3 separate regions of the Hordeum vulgare genome follow, and all the other regions are linked to region 2. The links are chromatin contacts, called in public Hi-C maps. All regions are on one chromosome and are shown on one strand. Each heading gives the region's core, a stretch centred on a gene start, on an enhancer-like site or on the middle of the called end of the contact. The rest is flanking DNA. Distances are from core to core; before and after follow the strand shown.

Region 1 (2,871 bases), core at 127-2,626, 880 kb before region 2:
ACCCCTCTCTCGTTGCTGGTCTCGCCATAGGAAGATCTGAATATGCGTAGGAAAATTTTAAATTTATGCTACGTAACCCAACAAAAACACACCATATAGGAGGGAGGGGAGGTGAGGAGACCTCTTGGTGGACCACGAGGGAACATGACGTGCCCAGGGGGTGGGTGCACCATGTTGGCTCATGGTCCATAGGTAGCCCCCTCTGGTATATTTTTGGCACAACTATTCTTATATATTTCATAAAAAATCTCCGTGAAATTTTGGGTCATTTGAAGTCTAGTGATTTTTCACCCTTTTTCTTGGTTTTCGGGTCCAAACTTCTAGTTTCTAGTAATTTCCCTCTTTGTGGTGTACCTTGCATATTCAGGGATAAACGGCATAAGAATTATATAATAATAAGGAATAATCAACAACAATGTCATAGATATAGATAAGAATACAAGATGCATAATGGACGTATCATTCATCTTCTCAACAAAAGTCTTGTTAAGAAAGAACATAGACATAAAGTACGAGGGGATCCCAACAAGGGTGGAGTTAAGTAGAATCAACCTAGCAGCGAAGGAAGCAGATTTAAGAAATGTTCAAAAAAATGTTAGGGCAAAAAAAACGTTCATAATTTTTTAAAAATTTCAAGTATTATATTTAATAAAATGAAAGAAATTTTGCCAATTCACAAAATGTTCATGGATTAAATAAATTCCTAAAACTTTAGAAACGCTTCGTAAATGAAATTTATCTAATTGATTCATAAAATGTCTGATGATTCAAAAAGATCATGCAATTAAAACAACATAAATTCCGAATTTGTTTCTACCAATTTGGGAAAATAATGTTCGTCGACTCTAGACAAGTTCGCAGATTCAAGAAAAATAGTCGAATACTATTCACATTTAAAGAAAATATATTTGCAAATAATCTAAAATGATTATGAAGGCAATTCTTTTCCTGACTTTAGTAAATGTTCACAAAATTTAAAAATGTTCATCATTTCAAATATGTTCAGAACCTTTAAAAAAGGTCATGCTTTTTCAATTTTTTTGAATATTTCCCAAAAATGAGTGTGATAGTGTATTTCGCTGATGCAGCAATATATGGTCATGACCATTTAAGATTATGTGTTTTCCCATTGGAGCGCACAAACCGTTTTGCTAGTAAACTAAAAATAATAGGCAACGCAAGAAACAAACATTCTCCGTAACAATGTTTTTAGTACAAACAAATTACGTAACAATGGCTACAAAAAATCTGGGAATACTATACATTCTACGTGGTGTTGTGCGCCGGCTCACAAAAGGAACTCCCATGTGCGAGGTCTAACTCTGGCTTGCTGTAACCGATACGACGTAACACAGGGGACCTCCTATTCACCTTTCAGTGCGGCAACCAGTCGGGGCTTCGCACAGGATCACTCACGAATGGGCCGGCCCAGTAGGTGCACAACAACTGTAGTTATTTTCCTTTTCTATTTTTTTTGAAACTCTAGAATATTTTTTCAAAATTTAGAACATTTTTATAAAAGCAAAAATCAGTTTTCAAATTTGAATAATTTTTTTATAGTCGGTACATTTTTTCAAATTCCAGAATATTTTTTCAAAATCATATACAGTTTTAAATTCCGGAACATTTTTACAAAATCTGGAACATTTTTACAAATCCCGAAACATTCTTTCAAAATCTTGAACATTTTTTCAAATTCCTGAACATTGTTTCAAATTCCGGAATATCTTTTCAAATTCCAGAAAAGTTTTACAAAATCCGGAACATTTTTTCAAAATCTTAAACATTTTTTCAACATCCGGAACATTTTTTTAAATTCTGGAACATTTTTGCGAATTCAAGAACTTTTTTTGAAAATTCAGAACAATTTTGAAACAGAAATAGAAAACAAAAAAAAACAGAAATGAAAAAACAGAAAAATGAAAAGAAAAACAGGTTCGGGAACATTCTAGAAGTTTCCGAAAACCGGAAAAACCAAGTGGAAAACTTAAGGTTCCCAAAACCGGAATCGGTGAAAGTGTGAACGGGCCGAGCCAAACCCAGTCGCTCGCTCGCACTCCTGTGCGAAGCGACTACTATTTGCTGCCGTGAGTGCGAATAGGAAATTCCGTAACGCAGGCCCTCTGCAAGTCTTATGGCGACTTGCCTGCGACAGCAGGTATTAGTCCGGCGCAATAGCTACGGCGTCAACTTGCACTATTTTTCTTGCGTCTTTTATTCAAATTTTTAATTTCTCTTTGTATTCTTTAATTTGTTTTATTTTTTTTACATTTAGAAACATTTGAAATATATATAATATATTGAATACAATTTGTTTTTACATAAAATTTTATAAAAGGGTAATCTTCCATTTGGAAAATTTTAAACTTGTAAACAACAAAGGTTTTTGTGTATATCAAAAATTTGAAATGTGAAAACAAAAGTAGAAAAATGTTAATCATGCGTCTAACTTTTTTAATCCCGTGTACGAAATTGTTTTCGTAATGGTAAAAAACAATTCGTGCCATTACAAAAATCTATGTCACATTTGATAAAATATTTCTGCATTTCGAAAAACTGTTCCTAACATTGCAAAAATGTTATATACAAATGTAAAATAAATCAATTGGCATAATTGCCCTTAATTGTGAATAAAAACTGTATTCCATTAAGTTGTATCGTGACATTCAAGAGATATACGTGAGTTTCCATAAAATGTCTTTGAAATTTTTTAAATGATTATACAACTTAAAAAAATGATTATGTACATTAAGGAATGTACAACATTATTTGGGAATGGTGTTTAAAACATGTATTAATAAAATCTACTTCATGTATATTTGCAAATTATCCAATGTGTATAAAAAAATTCTTGTGTGTTCTAAAATTTAT
Region 2 (2,700 bases), core at 35-2,534:
GCTAGCTAGCTAGCAGGTGGATGGATATTCTTGGGACGTGCCTAGCCTTGCTGGCTCAGCTTGCACTAGCCAACAGGATCGATACGGCGGAACTCAGGTAAAGCGATCGAACGTTGACGGCATAAACTGATCGGGAGACTTTGCTTTGATCTTTCTTGATCTGATATTGTAACGATTACAGGGGTTGCACTTATATATGTGTACGAGCCTAAAGGATCAATCCTACTCGGTATAGTAATCCTATTCTACTCGGACATGTACAACAGCCGTGCACGGACAGCGGGTTTAATCCCAATATTATCAGCACATACGTACAAATTACAAGAGGGGTTGCTGCTTTGTAGCTTCTCCCCCCGGGATGGGTCAGTGCTGATTCTACATTGAAATAATCGCTGTTTTACTAGTGGCTTCCTGGTTTAGTTTTGTCATTGCTAGACGGTGAGTACTTTAGTTACACTGTAATATGCAAGCAAAAGAAAAAGAGAATATAACCGGCAGGCGACAGAACTGCACCATCTATCTTGTTTCCAACTGGTGCTGATTTGTATGCTAGCATGTCGGCAAAGGAGTTGATACGATTTACTACTAATCTAGCGCGAAAAGTTTCTTCCGTTTCTGGTCCTGGTCGTGCGTGGTGATTGTTCATTGCACCGGTACGCTGGATGTGGCATGAACACGAGCAGTATGGAGCGCATGTGCGTGCCATTGGGCCGACGCACACAATGTTTGTTCGCAGTGCACGCACGGTACTGAAATCCCTAGAAAGGTGAGGGAGACGGATGGGGGCAAGTGCGATGTGCTCGTGTGGAGACGCGAGCGCCCTTTTGTTTTCACTTGCGGCGAGAGAGACGGCTCCGGTGACTGTGAGTGCGGCTTATCTCGGACGAGACGGCAGCACGCGGGCCGCCTCCCTCCCTCCCTCCTCCGTAAACAAACGAACCAACAGACGCCTTTTCGTTCCTTCACGCTTGCGACTGCATGCAAGCCCTGCCCTGCCCTGCTGTTGACGAGACGTCTTTCTTCTCTTCTCCGGCTCTCATCTCACACCCAACCACGGCGAGCTGCGGCGCACGTCGTCGAGACGTGTTATAGTCGTGGAGCACAGATTGCCGACGGACGTGCCGAGATGGTCCCGTCCAGCTCCATCCTGACGGGCGGCTGGGGTTCGTACAGGACGCGCAGGTGTCGTGCCAATCAGATCGATTCCTATGTCGATCGATCATTCCTCCGTTGTAACCGTGGCCTGTATGTAACCCGTGTTTTGCCTCGGCGTGCCATGTCTATATCCCATGGAATCTTTTCTTCCCTCGTTCCAAGCACACACGCACTCGCCCACGCAGTCATGTAGCTGCCGCTTCAAGCCACGGCATGTCCATGTGATCATTATTATTATTTTCTTTTGAGGAAATCATGTGATCAGCAAGGAGGGTGAAAATACGCAGCCGGAAGCCAGGATCGAAACTCGAAAATTGACAAGAGGGCCGAGATTCCTCTTCCTCTGCTTCTTTGGACTAGTCAAGTTTAACAGTTTTAGGTGCGTGTTAGGGATCAGCCGGCTGATTTGAGCCAAACATCAGCCGGGTAGACCACCGTTGGATCGATCCGTTGCATGCGTCCGCGGGACTTTGCACGCACCTGTCGCTTTCAAGTCTTAGGCCCCATCGTAATTCCTTCTCATGGCCATGATGGTGCTCCCGTCACCGGCTCTAGTCTTTGCTTCCTATAGCCTCTTGTATCTATGTATTTTGGTCTGTGCTCACATCTCATCACTTATTTGGACAGGAGTTCACTTGATTGTATTCTGTAGAGTGATGGAATAGAAAATAGAAGAAAAAGCAAAGGATGTGGATATCCATTATAGGTATGGTGAAAGCAACACCCGACCACACAAGTGGTGGAAGGAACACCCTATGAGGGCAGATTGAGCCATGTCACTGTACATGCATAAGTGAGGAAACTGATGATGTTCGTAAGAATCTTTCTTTTTTTATTTTTAAAATATTTTATCTCTTAAATATATTTTTTATTGAAAGACCATTCCCATCGCGAAACTAGATCTCATATCGATATGTCTCGACAACTTTCTTTATGATTAAAAGTTATCATGTCTACTGCATATAAATTACCATCATGATTACATTGAAGTTGCTATGATATATTTCAACTACCTTTTCTTTTATGTTTAAAGTAAAATATTGATATGTTATAAAAAAAAAGGAATTAAGAAACTAAACTTATCATGATGAACTACAAAAAATTGCCATGATCCATGAAATAATTTTGACATGGTTAATTACTAAAACAAAAATATGTCATGCATGGTCAATGGCTCAAATTTATCACGAACCATAAACTAAAATTGCCATAGTAAGTACTTAAATTTGCCATGATACATGTACTAAAATTTGTCATGGTTCATTCAAAAAAAATTCATTTTCGAAATATTAGAATTATCATGGTGAAAATACTATAAACTCAATTTGTCATGGTGAATAACTAAAAAGATTATGATGATGTCATATGTTTGATGTGACAAGATGGATGGTTATAAAGACGTATGTACCATGCTGCATCGTGCCACACGTGGGGGCATTATCATTTAGGAAAGGAGAAGGTCTCTCATATTTTTCAATTAATATGCCCCGACAAAAGTCGGTGAAAATAATTCAGTCTTTTACGGAAATCACGGTAGGTTGTTGC
Region 3 (2,812 bases), core at 298-2,797, 670 kb before region 2:
ACTCACTTTGTATATTTACTAGAACTCTAAAAGTATACTCATAATTAATCATTGCAGTTAATGAGTATAAGGGGATTGACAATCCTTTATCCATACTGCGTGCAAGTATTTATTTGTGTGTGTGCGAGTATCGTGGATCATTCGTTTGTGTGATCTTCTATTGGTTCAATAAATCTTGGTTCTTAAGTAGGGTAAATACTTTCGGCTACTATATTACATCATCCTTTCTCTTCGAAAAAAAAATTCTAACACCATCACAAGTAGCAGCTACCTCTAGTTTCTTGATGTAGAGCAAACCACCGGGACGACGGACTATGCGTCTTTGTTCTACACAACGTCGTATGGGCAAAAGGTGGCAGGGCCTCCGGTAGGGGCGGCCATTTTTTTGGTGACAACCGTGAGCTAATTGACCTTAGTGCACTCTTTGGGCTCGTCCTCGAGTTTGAATGGTCAGACCATTCCAAATTTTTCAAGGGTTATTAAAAATACCAATCTGCATGGGAACAACAGTTGGATCTTACAAAGGATGTCGGAGTTGGCCGCTGACACGTTCTTCCAAGCTTGTGTGGATTTTCTGTCCAGGTTCGTTAGGGCATTAGTATCACAGATATTGTCGAAGACTCGCATATTGGATCAAACTGAAATTTTACAGGGTTGTTGTCGACTTAATTTGGCACAATCCGTCTCGAGGAATCATCAAAATGATGCCCGAGAAGGTGGCAACAATGAAATGGGTATGTTGCGTAGAAAATTCGGCACGTCACACACATGCTATGTCGATGTTGAGCCATCGACCTTCATGGTCGATCCTCCATGGACCATGTTGAATTAAAGTTGATGTTGATGAAGCATCCCATCTGAACATAGAATACATGTTAAATATTTTTTAAGAGACGTTGAAACCAACTTTTGAATGTTACAATTTTTTTAATACATTAATTGAAACTTTTATAAATATTTTGAAATACTTGTGTAACTTATATTGAAATGCAGGAATTTATATATAAATGTACTGAGTGTTTTTTAGTGATATGAGAAGTTTATATTGAATTATATTAACAATTTTTATATTGTATAAAGGTTTTGTCGAATGTTATGTAAAATTTTGAAACTTGCGAATATTTTTTAAATGTTATATACATTTCTCTTAAATGGTACAAACATTTTCTAAAACCTAAACTTTTTTTGAACTAAATGTTATGTTTAAAACATGTGATTAACCCATCACATGTGTATTTAGTATTTTTCATAATTTAAAATGGAACACAAATATGTGTAACATCAGCATGATGAAAACACATGGTTACTAGGCCAGCTCACTACCGGTGCGAGCTTGACTTCCATATCATGACATACAAGACATAGACTTGCCCACCTACAACTTACTAGGGAAACATACAGTTTTCAAGCCGTCGAGGTAGAGTGTGGCCTGGCCCGTAAAATTTAAGAAACATCATCTTTACTACAAAACGGATCTGGCACTTGAGGCGTAGCGACACCTCGGACTTATATGGTATGGTCGACATGAGTCATTGCGAATGCGCACCCTCCCATCCCGTGGCGTGTTAGTTTGGCCGGCCCATTTGCGGGCCTAGACGGTCCCTTATTTTTTTTCCATCTTTACTTTCCCTTTTTTGATTTCCTGTTTTTATTTTATTCAATCTTAAAAATAATCTGGATTACAAAAATGTTATAAAATTTCGAAAAATGTAAATTGTCAAAAAATGTTCTTGAATTTTAAGAAGTTCACTATTTGAAAAGGGGTGAACATTTTTTTATTTTAATGAACAAAGTATTATTTAGAAAATTAATTTTATGATCATTTTTTAATAATGATGAACATTGTTTTGTATTTAATGATTCTTTTTTGAGTTTGATAAACATTCTTGGAATTTATAAGTAAAATTTGTATTCAAGAATATTTGTTTAAAAACTAGAAGAAGTTTTTTGAATTCAGTGAATTTTTTTTGAATTTGGTAAAGAACGTTGAAATAAATCAACCAATTCCGGGTTTGTGAACATTTTTTAACTCAATGAACAAGATTTTATATTTTGATGAACATTTGTTCAATCTGATGAACAAAAAATAACTTAGATCAATTTTCTAAATTGTTGAACATTGTTTTTACATTGATGACCATTTTTTAATTTGATGAGAACAACAATGTTTGCAAATTTGGAAAGGAAAATCGTTTTTATAAAAACAAAGTAAATAAGAAAAAAGAGGAACGAGATGGATGAAGAAAAAACACAAAAAGGAAAAAGGAAAATACCCGAAAAATGGGCTGGATCATACGAACGCCTAGCGTGCGAGGGACTGCATGTAAGGTCACCCGCGGCCGACCACAAGTGGGCACTACAAATAGGATGCCTCGCGACGCCTATAGCGCCCACAAGTGGGGAGCTCGTAGCCGGTGCCCATGCACCCTGCCAATTGGGCCGGCTCAGTTTCAGAGTTGAATTTTCTATAAAAAAAAAACTGAACACAAAAAGTTCATAAAAGCAAAAAATGTCTTATAAATTTGAAAAGAAATTTCACGAATTTGAAAATTTTCACCATGGTCTAAACAAAACGTTCACAATTTTTTAAAATGTTCATGGATATTGAAAATTACTTCAAGAATTTGGAAAAAGTTAATCAAATTTGAAAAAGTTCACATATTACGAAAAAAAGGTCATTAATTTTGAAAATAAAAGAATCTATCAATTTTGGAAAAAGGTTAAATGACTTTAACAAAAAAGTTCATCAAGTTTGAAAAATAATTCATCAATTTAGAAAAAAGTTTCATATATTTGATAGTAATATTCGTCA

The links. A called contact is a pair of places that touch in the nucleus more often than the background predicts.
Region 1: a Hi-C map of leaf shows a contact between it and region 2, with 4 times the contacts expected there. The contact joins two enhancer-like sites. A contact is called at or near these places in 2 of 6 Hi-C or Micro-C datasets (leaf and seedling).
Region 3: a Hi-C map of leaf shows a contact between it and region 2, with 8 times the contacts expected there. The contact joins two enhancer-like sites. A contact is called at or near these places in 4 of 6 Hi-C or Micro-C datasets (leaf, seedling and an unstated tissue).

Annotation. Positions count from the first base shown.
Region 1 is chr5H:408,548,461-408,551,331 of MorexV3_pseudomolecules_assembly, reverse strand. No RefSeq gene overlaps it. Among protein-coding and RNA genes, the nearest start is that of LOC123397934, 93 kb to the left of the region's middle. Within about 2 kb of position 1,376, at least 3 of the 3 cell types and tissues checked have open chromatin away from gene starts, as enhancers often do. A contact at or near this core is called in leaf and seedling, where this site is marked.
Region 2 is chr5H:407,670,730-407,673,429 of MorexV3_pseudomolecules_assembly, reverse strand. No RefSeq gene overlaps it. Among protein-coding and RNA genes, the nearest start is that of LOC123399049, 63 kb to the right of the region's middle. Within about 2 kb of position 1,284, at least 3 of the 3 cell types and tissues checked have open chromatin away from gene starts, as enhancers often do. A contact at or near this core is called in leaf and seedling, where this site is marked.
Region 3 is chr5H:408,337,081-408,339,892 of MorexV3_pseudomolecules_assembly, reverse strand. No RefSeq gene overlaps it. Among protein-coding and RNA genes, the nearest start is that of LOC123396787, 98 kb to the left of the region's middle. Within about 2 kb of position 1,547, at least 3 of the 3 cell types and tissues checked have open chromatin away from gene starts, as enhancers often do. A contact at or near this core is called in leaf and seedling, where this site is marked.